Linked DNA regions of Triticum aestivum: region 1 is linked to region 2. The links are chromatin contacts, called in public Hi-C maps. All regions are on one chromosome and are shown on one strand. The core of a region is the stretch at or near the end of the contact, and the rest is flanking DNA. Distances in the headings are between cores, read along the strand shown. Region 1 holds the start of LOC123162439 (auxin response factor 17). Region 2 has its middle 140 kb from the start of LOC123162439.

Region 1 (7,224 bases), core at 1,430-3,929, 140 kb after region 2:
CAAAGACACTCCAGCCTGTTGTGAGAAGATGCCGCTTTGGCTGACCTGCAAAACTAGAGCTTATGAGTGAAGTTCTTCGTTGTCTTAAAATAAACCTTCACCCGGGGAAAATAGAAACAGATGGAATCATGCTTGACATTGTTCCCTGACACATTTTTTCAGAAGACATCAGAGACTGAGAACACTCACCGCGAAAGATGTGACGGAATTTCCACTCATTGCCATGAAGATCTTTTGCAAACAACTCCTGTGCTGGAGGCTGCATGGTGAAATCCTACAAAAAGTTACAGGCAAGTTAGAAGAAGAGTTGATGGTCTGGTTCACTCCAAGAAACCAAGTAAACTCAAAATTCATGCTGGAAAGTGTAGAGGAGCAGCACAGACCAGCGGAGGAAACACTTTCTCAGCTGCTCGCCGGGGAACAGAGAAGCCGCCATGCGTGCTTGTGTCACTCGCAGTTAATGTTTTGCAAAAATAATTCGTTGGCTGTTTGTTTGCAGTACCTAATTCAGCAGGTAGATACGGATCTTTGAGCTCTTGCTGAAAAGAGAAGCAAGCTAAAGTTACTCTCTTGGATACTGAGTTAAAAAAAACTTGCACATAGGACATGGTAAATATGAAAAAAATTTCACACACAAAAAGAGTGATATGAATTACCGGGTTAAGTGGTTGCAAGGTCATCTGCGCATAGACCTCGTCCGTCTCCGCATCAGCCTGAAGGTAATAATAAAACCAATGATCAAACAAAAAGATAGCAGTGATATTACTTAGCTGGTAAAAATATGTGCTCCAAATCTCCACACTTACATGCATGGTCACATTGTGCAGCTGGCAGATAAGCTGTGGAGGCAAATTGGGGTAGTTGGGGATCTGAGACTCGATCTCTTTATTCGTCGATGCGGCTACCTGAGACAGAAATTCACCCAGTAAATAATCTACATAGACAAAGAAAGCAAACGATTTCTGAGATAATTAAGCCAGATTTTTTTCTGTTCGGCGACGGAGGTTAGGATTCAGGATCATGCAAAGTTCCTTGCACTGGAGGTGGAATTCTGCACCAACCTGCTCGCTGTGACCCTGTGGGAAGTACACCACCCTGCTGCCGACCGCGGGCAAGGAGACGAGCGGGCCGGCGCAGGCGTGCCATAGCTCCGAATTCAGGCACTTGTGCTCCTCAGCAGCTGTAATGACATAATCATATGAGCAAAAGACTTGTCAGTGCTGATTTTTAACAGATAATGATGGCTCTAGGGGCTGTAACAGCTCTGAATTCATATGCTGGCCTTAAAGATTATTCAAGAAGGTGGGCATGCAACGAAATGAACTTCTAATTAGTGGCCTAAGGTTATTAATTTCTTCTTCATCTTACATGAAAATCAGCAATTTTTCAGACGAAAATACACATATTTATTCCAGTAAAAAAATAACTAATTAACACGCAGAGCAGGAAATTGGATGGGAAATAGGCGAGATTGCAGAACTGAAATCCCATTCCAAAGAAGTTAGTACTGAACTGCAATTTCGCAGGCATAAAAGTACCCCCAAAACACACAAGAAGCATTTTCATGTAATCAATTGCAACAACCCCTAACAAATCCAAATATTACTCCAGACTCGAATTCGACGCATTGGGCTACGACGGCCTGATCACACGGTCATAATCAATCCGAGGAGAGAGCCTCCGAGGAAAAATCACAAGCACAAACGAGAGCCAAGTAGTACTGCTAGTCCCACAAACTCCAAATCACACGGACAGCGAATAAATGAAGAGCGAGGGCAGCAGCAGTAATGGGCGGCAGCCCACGGACGGGGCAGGAGACAGAAGAATACCGTACCTTCCGGCGACGCCGGCGCCTGGGCCGGGAGGACGGCGCCCGCCGGCGACGAGAGCCTCATTTTTTGTTGCGATGAAAAAGGCCAATCAGAGACCGATCTGATGGAGGGGGGCAGCAATAAAAGAGCGTGCGCGGAGGCGGGGAAGGAAGGGGAGAGCGGAGGAAAGATTCCTCCTTTTCAGGCCAAATCGCAGCGCCTTCCCTAATAAACCCGTCGCTTTCCCGGCTCCTCCTGCTCCTCCTCGCCAACTCACTCGCCAGGGAACGGAATGGAATGGAATGGAAGGGAGCCGAGCCCCTTTTGCCGTGCGCAGTCACGCTTCCTTCCTCCCCGGGCAATCACCGCGGGAGTTCCGCCCAAGTTGCCGCCTCCGAGGGCAGCAGAAGCCGGCCGGGAGCCGCGATCCCCGGGCGCCGGAATGCGCAGGGGCCGCCGCCGTCACGGCCGCCGGAGCCGGGAAACGGTCGATCCGAGGAGCCGCCCCGTCGGATCTCGCGCCCGCGAGCTCCCGACGGCTCAGCGCCGCGCCCCCCGGCAGATCCGAGCGCCGCCGCCGGAGACGGGCATGCTCGCTGCTCCGCCGCCGCCTCCTTTCCTGCTTGCTTCAGAGCTCAGGAGCTGCGGTTACAGCTGGTTGCTTGCTTGCCTCGGTCCGGCTTTGCTTTTCTTGGGCTCGGCTTGCTTGCTTCTTCCTCCTCTGGCTGCTTGCTTGTTCTGGCTCTGGCCGCTGCCGCCGCTGGACCTGTTCTTGGGGTTTTAACCCCACGAGTGGTGCTGGCCGCTTTCCTCAGCCCCCCTCTCTCTCTCCCTGGTAGTAAAATCGTGTACTGTACGTACGCCCTTTCGTTCGTTTTACTAAGCGACTTGGGAAGTAGAGTAGTAGCAGAAGTATACTTGTACAGTTGTGCAGGAGCAGGTATTTTTATAGCAGTGTTGATGAGGCGTGTGCTCATGCTCCCCGGAATATGTGTGGCATGTGCAGTGAGGAGTGAGCGTTGCATGGACGATGTGCCTGTGTGAGTGATGTGAACGTTTTCTCCCTAGTGGAGTGCGGCTACTCAATTAATGGTGGTGTGTGTATAGTAGCTTTTCTTGCTTGCTGGAAGCACAGGGATTAATGGTGGTGTTTGTATTTGATGAAAAAGCAGCTTTGCTGTTTTCAGTTACTACATGGAATTTTTGTCCCTCTTTTTATAAAAAAAAATCGACCAGGTTGCGCCGCGTGAATCCCGAAAATGGACGAAATGAGTTTCGCTTCGGTACACCCCCTAAGAGTTTGGACGGATCTTAAAGATACTTAAAAAGGGTATTCTCGTACATTCACGGCCAACTAATTATATTCCTTTCCCGGTGCATCAAACAATAGATCAGAACAATCTAAACCTCCTTGTTAAAGCGGTAAGTTTTAATCTCCATCTTTAATCTGCATTGAAATTTGTAAACTTTTCTTTCGCGGGGGGGGGGGGGGGGGGGGGGGGACAAAAATGCACGGCATTTCAGGATCGAAAGTTGAAATTGCTCAAATGTGCTACTAAAATTCTGCTTATAATAGAATCAACAGCCCATATCAATAACTTATTACATGTACAATTTAACAAACTGGACAGAGTGAATCACAAAACTGAACCCAAAGAACATGTGGCTTTAGTTAATTCGTGGAACATTTCAAGAACATAAGTTCAAATTAGCCAAATGTGTTACTACTCAATTATTTGTCATAAGGAATGGACACTCTAGGTTGTCACCTTACGAGTAAAGATTTTCAGCCGGCCAAAAAATGTACAATTCTTGGTTACTTGATTTGTACTATTGAATCACATAGGGTTTTTTCTTGAGGTTTGCTTTGAATGGGGTTACAAGAGAACATTTCCATCACCCTAAATCCACTAGTAGAAAAAGGGCCAATTGTCCCGGTTCCTAAGGGCCTTTTGTCCTGGTTTTGGAACCGGGACTAAAAGGTCGTTACTAATGCCCTTGACCTTTAGTCCCAGTTCTTACACAAACCGGGACAAATGGGCCTCCACGTGGCCGGTGCGGCGAGCCCAGGCAGGAGGCCCTTTGGTCCCGGTTGGTGGCACCAACCGGGACGAATAGGCATCCACACGTCAGCATTTCAGGTGTTAGGGTTTTTATTTTTTTAAGGGGGGGGGGTAGGGGGTTAATTTAGATGTTCCATATATTGTGTTAGCTAGCTAATTAATACAGAGAAGTGTCCTCTCTTATCTCCGTGCTTGGTCGACCTACGTACTATACGTATAGAGAGGACTAGACACGCTAGCTAGTAAGCAAATGAAGGAAACAGAAGATCGTCATGAACATATGCATACAGAGAGAAGTGATATCGACCACCTCTCCTTCTCTGAGAGATTGGTTGAACAACAAGTTCTTGTATATCTATCCGACGCTACTGGCTACATATATACAATATAATTATCTCTTACAATATAATCTCCTAATTAAAAACCAACTGATTAGGGTCCACATGGTATTCTCCGTCTTTAGCGATCACGTGGTCAAGAAAGAATGCCGCCAATTCCTCTTGAATTCCTCGCATACGATCTGGTGGTAGGAGTTCATCTCGCATCCAAAATATCTAATTTGAAGAAGGGGGTCAACACATATATATGAATAAATAAAACTGAACACAAATGATGGTAATAAAATAAAATTGTGAATATTATTATTTACGCACTTCATATTGTTTGTCGGAGTAGCCCCGCTCACAGGTCGTGTGGCGGATGGACTCGCAAATGTAGTATCCACAGTAATTATTCCCTTGTTCCTGCCACAACCACTTTACAAGAAATAAAGGTCGATCAAACTGATAATTAGCAAGCATGCTAAATGGTATTGATGAAACTAGCGCTTGAATCACTAGGAGATGTGTGGAACATGCTACTATAGTACTTACTTTCGGGTGTCTAAATTACAGCTTCTTCGGCAGTCCCAGAGTTTTTGAGGTGAATTTATTCCAAACCCTGCCAGACAAAGAAAAGAATTACTTGATATCAGGAAATGAACAAATTGAAGTTGCCGATATGGTGCGATAATGATCGATTTAACTTACTTCTCTACAATTGCAGTCATGTCCGCATACTCCTTGGAATTTTTCCGTCCCGAGTCTAAGACGGTTACTAGTCCCTGCTCAAGCTTAATCTCTAGGAGAATATAGTGTAACCTGCGCACGCATGCATAACTCAACAATTACATTACTATAACCTCGACTAATATGGGAAACCGAATATGCACAAGACAGTAACACTCACTGGAATTCATAAAGGAAGAATATTATAGCTTTGTTTTGATTTAATACAAACGATTGTAGCAGCTTGGCCTCGGTATCTTTGGCCTGAAATTTAACCATATATGCATCTATGAGATTTGTGTTAATGAACCCAATATCACCGATTTGTCTTTTATTCAATTTGGCGATCTTCAATCTGCATAATATAGTGAGGATAATTAAAAATACATGCAATGAAAGAGCTGACCTATATAGAGAGACTTAATGACAGAAGTAGTACTACTTACAGGCAGTAGCAAGTGATCATTAACTTATCGAGGGCCTTTAGATTTAAAAACTCGAAGAACTCCTCAAATGCAACATTCAACAGTTCAATTCCAATGAGTTCATGCTCCTCTCTAACTCTCAGCGTCAAAATATTACTCCCCTCAGACTCTCTGCAGGTTTTCATATACCAATCATGGAATCTTCGCATCATCGTTGTTAGAGATCTTTCATCTTTGACGAGAGGCTTCCCGTACTCGTATTTGTGTTCGTCCACCTCCATTATATCAAAATGTGCATCGTCGGGCGGGTAATCTCCAAGATCGTTATAACCGGGCACCATTGTCCTGCCCGGATGATTCGCGGCGACGCTGGACACCTGGAGCAGGGGGAACAATTGGTTCGCGTGTTCGCCGAGCTGGGCAACTTTTTTCCCAGCTCGTCGTTCTGCTAACCTTTGACCACTGGCAGTACTTCTCGACCGCTCCGCTTCGATAATGACTTTGTAAGAATGCGCTCATAGTATTATTTCACCGGAGACTTTGGTGGTTTCTTCAGGGCAGCCAGAGTACGCTTCGCTTTTACAGGATCTATCTTCTCCTTTGGAAGTGGATTTTTCTTTGCTTTCACCCCTTCAAAGAAGTTGGTCACTTCGGCTTGCATGATCTTCGTGTTTTCCTCCTGGCTCCTCTCGTATGGTAACTTCTCTGGAGTCTTCAGAGAAGGACCGTATCTGTATTGCCTACCTCTGGCTGTACTGCTAGACGCTGGAGCAGACGGAGCGTTTGCGGCTGTCTTTCCTTTCTTACGAGGCGAAGGAGAAGGACGACGCGTCGGAGCAGCCGGAGCGGAGGCGGGTCTCTTTCGCCCTTGTTGACGAGGCGGAGAAGGAGGAGGCTGGCTGCTCGGGCATGCCGGCACAGGCGGAGAAGGAGGCGAAGTGCCGCCACGCGCCAGAGAAGGAGGCTGAGTGCCCTGATCACTCGCCGGAGGAGGAGGCGGAGTGCCCTGACTCACCGGAGGAGGAGGAGGAGGCGGAGGCGGCCAGTTCGAAAGGTTGATGAGCTCCTTCCGCCATAGGCATGGAGTCTTCAGAGAAGAACCCAGCCGAATCTCCCCTTCACCCGTAGGGTGGTCAAGCTCAAGGTCCTCAAATCCATCTGTTATTCGATCCACCATCACCCTAGCATATCCTTCTGGAATCGATCGGACGTGGTAGGTTTTGCCAGGTTCAGTAGGTAAAACAAAGCCAACAGCCGCCTTGACTTTCAATGTCATCCATCGCACCATAAGGTGGCAATGTTGAGACTCCGTGATAGCATCCACGGGGTAGCTAGCAGGAGCCGTGAAGACAGGCTCCAGCTGCTGAGTCTGCTCGGTGGAAGCCATGCTACTTCTCCGCTGAGATGGCGGGGTAGCTTCAAGGGAAGCTTCGGCAGGTCGTTTGCTGCGATCTGCTTCTCGTTCCTCTAGCCCTTGTACCCTTTCGTGCAGCGCCTACAGTTGGCTATGCTCCACTTTCTTCCTCCTCTCCTGGCTTTTGTAGCCCCCTGCGTTTGGAAATCCAGCCTTCCACGGAACAGAGCCTGGCGTGCCTCGTGTCCGTCCAGGGTGCTCAGGATTCCTGAGGGCCATTGTGAGCTCGTCCTTCTCTCTGTCTGGAACAAACGTCCCTTGCTGCGCTTTCTCGATGTACTCCTGAAGCCTCCCGACGGGTATTCGCAGTTGCTCTTCCGTCCAAACGCACTTCCCTGATGCAGGGTCCAAGGTTCCGCCAACCCCGAAGAATCAAGTCAGGTAACGGTCTGGCCAGTTCAATGTCTCTGGTTCGACCCCTTTAGCAATCAGGTCATTCTCAGCCTTGTCCCACAAAGGTCGGGC
Region 2 (6,496 bases), core at 3,936-6,435:
GATAGGGGATTCCTCCCCACCGGTTTTGGGAAGGTTCTAGAACATTCCCAAAACCGGTTTTTTCTTGTTTACTTTTACCTGTTTTTTTATTTTTTATTTCCTTTTCTTTTTACCTTTGCTGATGTTTTTTTTTCTTTTTCTCTTTACTTTAATGTTCTGTCTCCATTTTTTTTGAAATTGTGAAAAGAAAATTCTCTTTTCTTTAATATTCTGTTTCTCTTTTTTTGAAATCATGAAAAACAAATTGAAATCGTGAACATTTTTTTTCTCTTTTCTTTAATGTTGTGTTTCTCTTTTTTTGAAATCGTGAACATTTTCTGAAATCATGAACATTTTTTTGAAATTGTGAAAATTTTTCTTTTTCTCTTTTCTTTAATGTTCTGTTTCTCTCTTTTTTAAATCGTAAACATTTTTCTGAAATCGTGAACAGTTTTTGAAATAGTGAACATTTCTTGAATCCTTGAGAATTTATCATTTCCTGAAAAAAAACAAATTTTGAACATTTTTTGAATTCACGAATAATTGGACTATTTGCAACTTTTTCTGAAATACTAATTATATTTAAAAACAAAATAAAGCTGAAAACAGAAGAAAAAAAAGCTAAAAAAACAAGGGGCTCCCCGCCCCGCACATGGGCCAGTCCATGAGGGCCCGTGGGGAGAGCAGGGAGGGTATGCGCTCCCGTGGTTGCGGGCGCGTACCGCGATGTATAGGCGCTCCCGGGGGGAGCTCCTAAACCGCTGGTTGGGAGAACTGGCACCTGCAGAGCTCGTGGCTGAGCTGTTTCTGCAGTCAGCCCATGTTCGTTTGACACTGAAATCAAATTCCATTAACTGGGAATAACGGGACTCAAACTCATCTCTGAAGCAACAACAACTAGTCGCAATAACCACTATACCGAGTACCCCTTGACAACCAATATCTGGAAAGAGCTCTATTTGACATTCTCCTAGTACAGCATTAAGAGATACTATTATATAGCTTATATATATTATATGAAAAGAAAAGTAAACTTTGAAAAGAAATTCAAGGAAGTTTTTCAAACCACGAATTAAAAAAACAAAAAATTGAAAAGATTCGCACAAATTGAAAAGAGTTCATAAATTTGAGAAAACTTCACAAAATTGGTATTTTCATGGAATTACGAAATAAGTTCACAAATTTGAAAAACAATCATCAAATATGAAAAAAGTTTGTCGAGTTTGAAAAACCTTTATTGAATTGGAATAAAAAAATTCATCCAATTTAAAAATAGTTCATCGTAATTGAAAAGAAGTTCACCGAATTTGAAAATAGTTCATGCAATTAAAAAAAGTTCATCAGATTGGAAAAAAGTTTATCAACCTTGAAAAAAGTTCATGAAATCTGAAAAAAGTTCATCGAAATTTAAAAAGAATTCATCGATTTTGAAAAAAGTTTATAGAATTTGAAAATAGTTCATCGAATTTGGTTTTAATTTGATAACATGGAAAAAGTTCGTTGATTATTAAAAAAAAGTTCAACCGTTTGAGAAAACGTTCGTCCATCTTGATAAAAAAGTTCATCTAATTTTGAGAAAAGTACATCTATTTTGAAAAAAAAAACATCAATTTTGGAAAAAGTTCACAATTTTCTCAAAAAAATTCATAAATTATGAAAAAAAATCATGATTTTTTTTAAACATCGATTATGAAAAAGGTTCACAAATTTGAAAAAATCTTATCAATTTTTGAAAATGTTCATCTAATTTGAAAAGAAATCATGTAATTTTAAAAAAAGTGCATCAATTTAGAAAAAAAGTTCATGATTTTTTAAAAAACCACACACTAAAAGAAAGGATAAAAAACGAAGAACCAAACTGGAGAACACATAAAAGACAAAAGCGATGTACCATTTCTATTCGGGGCGCTAGCGTGCCTGCAGGGGGATTTCCTATTTAGCGCTGCAGGCGCCGGTTTTAGCTGTTCCCGCAAACCGGCGCCTACAGCCGCGTTAACTGGGCCTGGCCCATCTTTTCCTTTTCCTTTCCTTCTTGCCGTGAGGACAAAAAAGGCGCGCTTTGGATGGGAATCGATCCTGCGACCTCATGGTCTTTCGCCTGACGCACTAACCACCGCAATTACTCGTATTAGTTGACTAAACTGCTGCTTCTTCACCTTTTTTTCTTACAACGATTCCTTTTTCATATTTTTTTTCCTTTTTATTCGAAACGGTTTTGTTATGTTTTTTTTTCTTTTTCTTTTTTCTTCTTTTCGGAACGGTTTTATATTTCTTTTGCTAATTTGAAAGAACTATTTTTCAAAATCAGTGAACTTTCTTTCACAATCGATGAACTCTTTTTCAAGATCGATGAACTTTTTTCTAAATCGATGAATTTTTTTCTAAATTGATGAACTCTTTTTCAAAACTAATGAACTCTTTTCACAATCCATGAACTTTTTTTCAAAATGGATGAACTCTTTTTCAAAATCGATAAACTGTTTTTCAAAATTGATGAACTTTTTTCAAAATCAATGAACTTTTTTTCAAAATTGATGAGCTCCTTTTCGAAATTGATGAACTGTTTTGCAAAATTGATGATTTTTTTTAAATTCGGTGAACTTATTTCAAAATTGATGAACTCTTTCCCAATTTGATGAACTTTTTTCAATTTTTGTGAACTTTTTTCCAAATTTGATGATTTAAAAAATGGATGTAGGTTTCCAAATTTGTGAACTTTTTTAAAATCTTGATTTTTTTTTCTTTTTTTGTGATTTTTTTGTTTTACGTTTTTATCTTTTTTTTAAAGTCAACGATTGACCAGTCAGTCAACTGGTCAACCGCGACCGTACGAACAGCCCTCGAGGCTCTCGATCGAGCCAGGGACCAGGCGGGGCGAGGTTAGCCAGCGACTGGGCGTGGTCGCCACATGGGCCGGCCCATGATTCGGCGGCTGTGAGCGCCAGCTCCGTTAGCTGGCGCCTGAAGCGCCAACTAGGAGCTCCCGCCTGCAGGCGCCGGTAGCGATTACTGGCGCTTCACACGCCTCGAGTAGTGGGCCGGCCCAGGAAACGTAGCGCAGAGCGCCTATCGCAAAAAAAACTGGTCGACCCAGGATTTTATCTCGGACCGCCTGAAGTAGAACCTTCAAACACAGCCACTAGGCCATACTTCCTTAGTTGTTCATTCTGAGGACAAACCACCCTTATTATATATCCAGCCTATTATGCATATTATTTTATGATAAAATGAATGCACAATATAAAAAACATGAATTTGAAGATAGTTCATAAAATTGAAAAAGGTGCGTACAAACTAAAGAAGATCGTGAATTTGAGAAAATTTCATGAATTTGGAAAAGTTCACAAATTTTAGGATAAAGTTCATGAAATTTCGAAAAAAGATCACAAATTTGAAAAGGAGAACATCAATTTTTAAAAAAGTTCACCGATTTTGAACAAAAAATTCATCAATTTTGAAAAAAGTTCATTAAAGATGAAAAATAGTTCACTGATATTGAAAAAAGCTCGTCAATTTTGAAGAAAGTTCATCGATTTGGAAAAAGTTATTGAAATCGAAAAAAAACTCATAAAATTTGAAAAACAAATTAACAATTTTATAAAAAGAATCATCTAATTTAAAAACAAGTCCACAAATTTTAAAAAGTTCATCCATTTTAACAAAAAGTACGCGAACTAGGATGAAAAAAAAAGAAGAAAGGAAGGAGAAGCAAAGAGGAAAGATAAAAAGAATGCAAAGATGAGTGTAGCCACGTGAGGTTTATTGGTGGAGTGGTTGGTGCGTTGTAGTTTGTAGCAGGAAGTCACCGTTTAGAGTCACAGTTTCCACTTCTTTTTCGTTTTGAAAAACAGAAAAAAGGTAGATGGGCCGGCCCAGCTCGCAGTGCTGCATACGCCAAATACCGCATATGTGCTACAGAACGAGAGAGAACTCTTTGCCTCCTAAAAGTATATTTTTGAGCAAATGCCTCCGAAAAGATATGACCCTCATGTGCAGTTGGAACAGCAAAAGTGTGCAGTTGGAATAATTTTTGAGACACATGTCTTCGTCCAATTTGTCTAGTAGTCTCCATGTGTGTTTGTACTGATTGTACTATATATATTTAATATAATGCGTGGTTATATAAAAAAAAAGTGGGCTTCACACATTCGCTAGCCACAACAAAGGAAAAAACAGCAAACCAACCTATGATCGGATGTGGATGTTTAGGTGGACAGTGGTATCCCCAGCCTACCAGGGTTCAACTTCTTGTGCTCTCATTTATCCTGGATTTATTTCAGAAATTCCGACGATGCGCGTTCAGTGGAAATAGACGTTCCCGTCGATTACGAGGCGCTTATGGTGACTTCATAAAATCTCAAGATGATATGCCGGTTCAGTCTCTCGAAAGTGCTCATAGGGATAGGGTGCGTGTATGCATTCATAGAGATGAAGGTATGTGCGTATATATGAGCACTTGAAAAACGGAAAAAACACAAAAGAGCATTGGCATTCCTAAACATATGTAATACATAATACTCCCTCCGTCCCATAATATAAGAGCGCTTTTGACACTACACTAGTGTAAAAAACGCTCTTATATTATGGGATGAAGGGAGTAGTTTATAGTTACACCCTTTCTTAAAAACAAAGTTACTAACCGCCATTTTTCAAGTATTTCTTTTTCAAGATCAAAGATGAGGCACACGTGATAATTCAGGGCGCACATAAAAGACGGCTTTGTTTTCTTTTTTTGCGTGGAATGAAGAAAAAAAGGCTTATTTGTGTGGTCATTTTGATATAAAATGGAAAGGGGACAAAGGAAATGCAAACTTAAAAGGAAGGAGATCCGATCCGATTCGTTGATGCCATGCCAGTACACATGCACAGAAAAATGTGCCATGGCAAGTTGTTGCTGGAGTTTGGCTGGCCATCGAAATATCCACGGATGGAGTTAGCTAGGGATCTGCGCTTGTGCTATATGCATGCACTTTGACTGGTCCAAGTGAAGCACATTGCACACACCCCTGAATCTGAATCTGAACCTGAAGATAATCTTTGGCGCAACCCGCCAGCTGCGTAGCTCAACTTGGCTGGCTAGCCAGCTCCCAGTTCCACTAGCTTGCACACGCATGGGCGGGCACAACGAAACATGCATGCAGAGGCACATCACCACTGACCATCGGCATCACCACCAGACACAGCCCCACGGGGGCGCGGTAGGCCATATGCTGACAGAGATGTCCATACCCTGCATGCACTCTGCAGCTAGCCATCTCTTCTGGCCCTCCATATCTACGTGTACGCGTACGAGTATCTCACATTAGAAGAAGAAACCAAAAGAGAGAGAGAAGCGTACTGTCATGGAGCAACAGTGTGTGGTATGATCATAAACGTAACTTTCTTCCTCGATAGAGCAACAGTTGAACTGTTGATGCACATGTGCCTTAACTTCCGTGGCACACTGCATCATGCAGGCGGGCTCGGCTGAGACGCATGCATGGGTCCAAAGATCTCCGGCCAGCCTGAGCCTGCAAAGACACCAGTCGAAGCACGGAAGCAGGAACGCAGTGCCCAAGGAACGATCAATGTGCGCTATGCATGGCCGGCATGGGCGCATGAGCGCAAAATATACTACACAGATAAGGCTGGTACACGTCGAAAGGAGAGGCCCGATCGGCAGGAGAAAAATAAACGCCCTAGAGGATAGCACTACCGGCAGTTTACGCCATGAAAGAGCATATACACCTGCACCGCGTATCGTATCGACAGTCAACATGCACCCCATCTCTCAGTCAGAAAAGCGGAGACGAGACACATGAAAGAACAGTTGCCGTCGCCTCTAAGAGCAACTCAGCGCGCCTACCCATTTCATCTGCTCGCGCCCGTTTAAACCAGTGCGGACAAAAAAGACATGCGTCGGTTTTTCATCATTTCCGGCCTAATTTTGAGCCTGATTTGCTTGCGCGCCAACTTCTTTCCCTGGCCCACTAGTCGGTGGCACATTGGCCATCCTTTTTCATCCATATCGACAACAACCCTCACCCGTCCCACCTCGTCGCCGCCGTCGCCCATTTTCGGTGCCTCTGTCAACAGCCCGTCACCGCCACCTCCCACATCACCGTCGGGGCACCAAAGCTCCCCCCCCCTACTCCAACGTCGCCGCTGTCAGGAAGCCGCCTCACCGCCCGACATCGCCCGATGTCCTGACGTCGGCACACTTGTCAGACGTCGCCAGGCCAGCCACCTGGTCCAAGGAAGGCGCGCGTCTCTTCGCCGGCCAGCTTCTTCGTCCACGCCCACAAGTTGTTCGACAGTTTGCGAAGGTACAAAATGGACTCCACAACGAGTTCTTTTTTCACAATTTTCTGTGCGACTCCGACGATTCCTCGTTCGATGATAAGGAGGAGATTTTGGCTGCCGTGTTGGTCCATGACCACCTTAATAGGCATCGGCCTTTGTTCCGGGGCTTGATCACGGGGCACCTTCCGACGTTGAGTCGCAACCGAGAGAGCAGCCATTTCCTTCTTTGCAAGGA

The links. Hi-C and Micro-C count contacts between places; a contact is called where the count stands out from the background.
Region 1: a contact with region 2 is called in a Hi-C map of leaf, with 5 times the contacts expected there. The contact joins the promoter of LOC123162439 here to the enhancer-like site in region 2. A contact is called at or near these places in 2 of 5 Hi-C or Micro-C datasets (both in leaf) and 1 of 1 datasets of contacts at active chromatin or transcription factors (leaf).

What each region holds. Positions count from the first base shown.
Region 1 is chr7B:630,785,658-630,792,881 of IWGSC CS RefSeq v2.1, forward strand. It overlaps LOC123162439 (auxin response factor 17), which reads right to left and starts at 2,680. Exons shown (of 14, transcript XM_044580216.1): 1 at 1,835-2,680; 2 at 1,062-1,180; 3 at 807-905; 4 at 657-713; 5 at 384-539; 6 at 190-274; 7 at 1-45. The coding sequence starts at 1,895.
Region 2 is chr7B:630,643,221-630,649,716 of IWGSC CS RefSeq v2.1, forward strand. No RefSeq gene overlaps it. Among protein-coding and RNA genes, the nearest start is that of LOC123162439, 140 kb to the right of the region's middle. Within about 2 kb of position 5,186, at least 6 of the 8 cell types and tissues checked have an H3K27ac peak or open chromatin away from gene starts, as enhancers often do. A contact at or near this core is called in leaf, where this site is marked.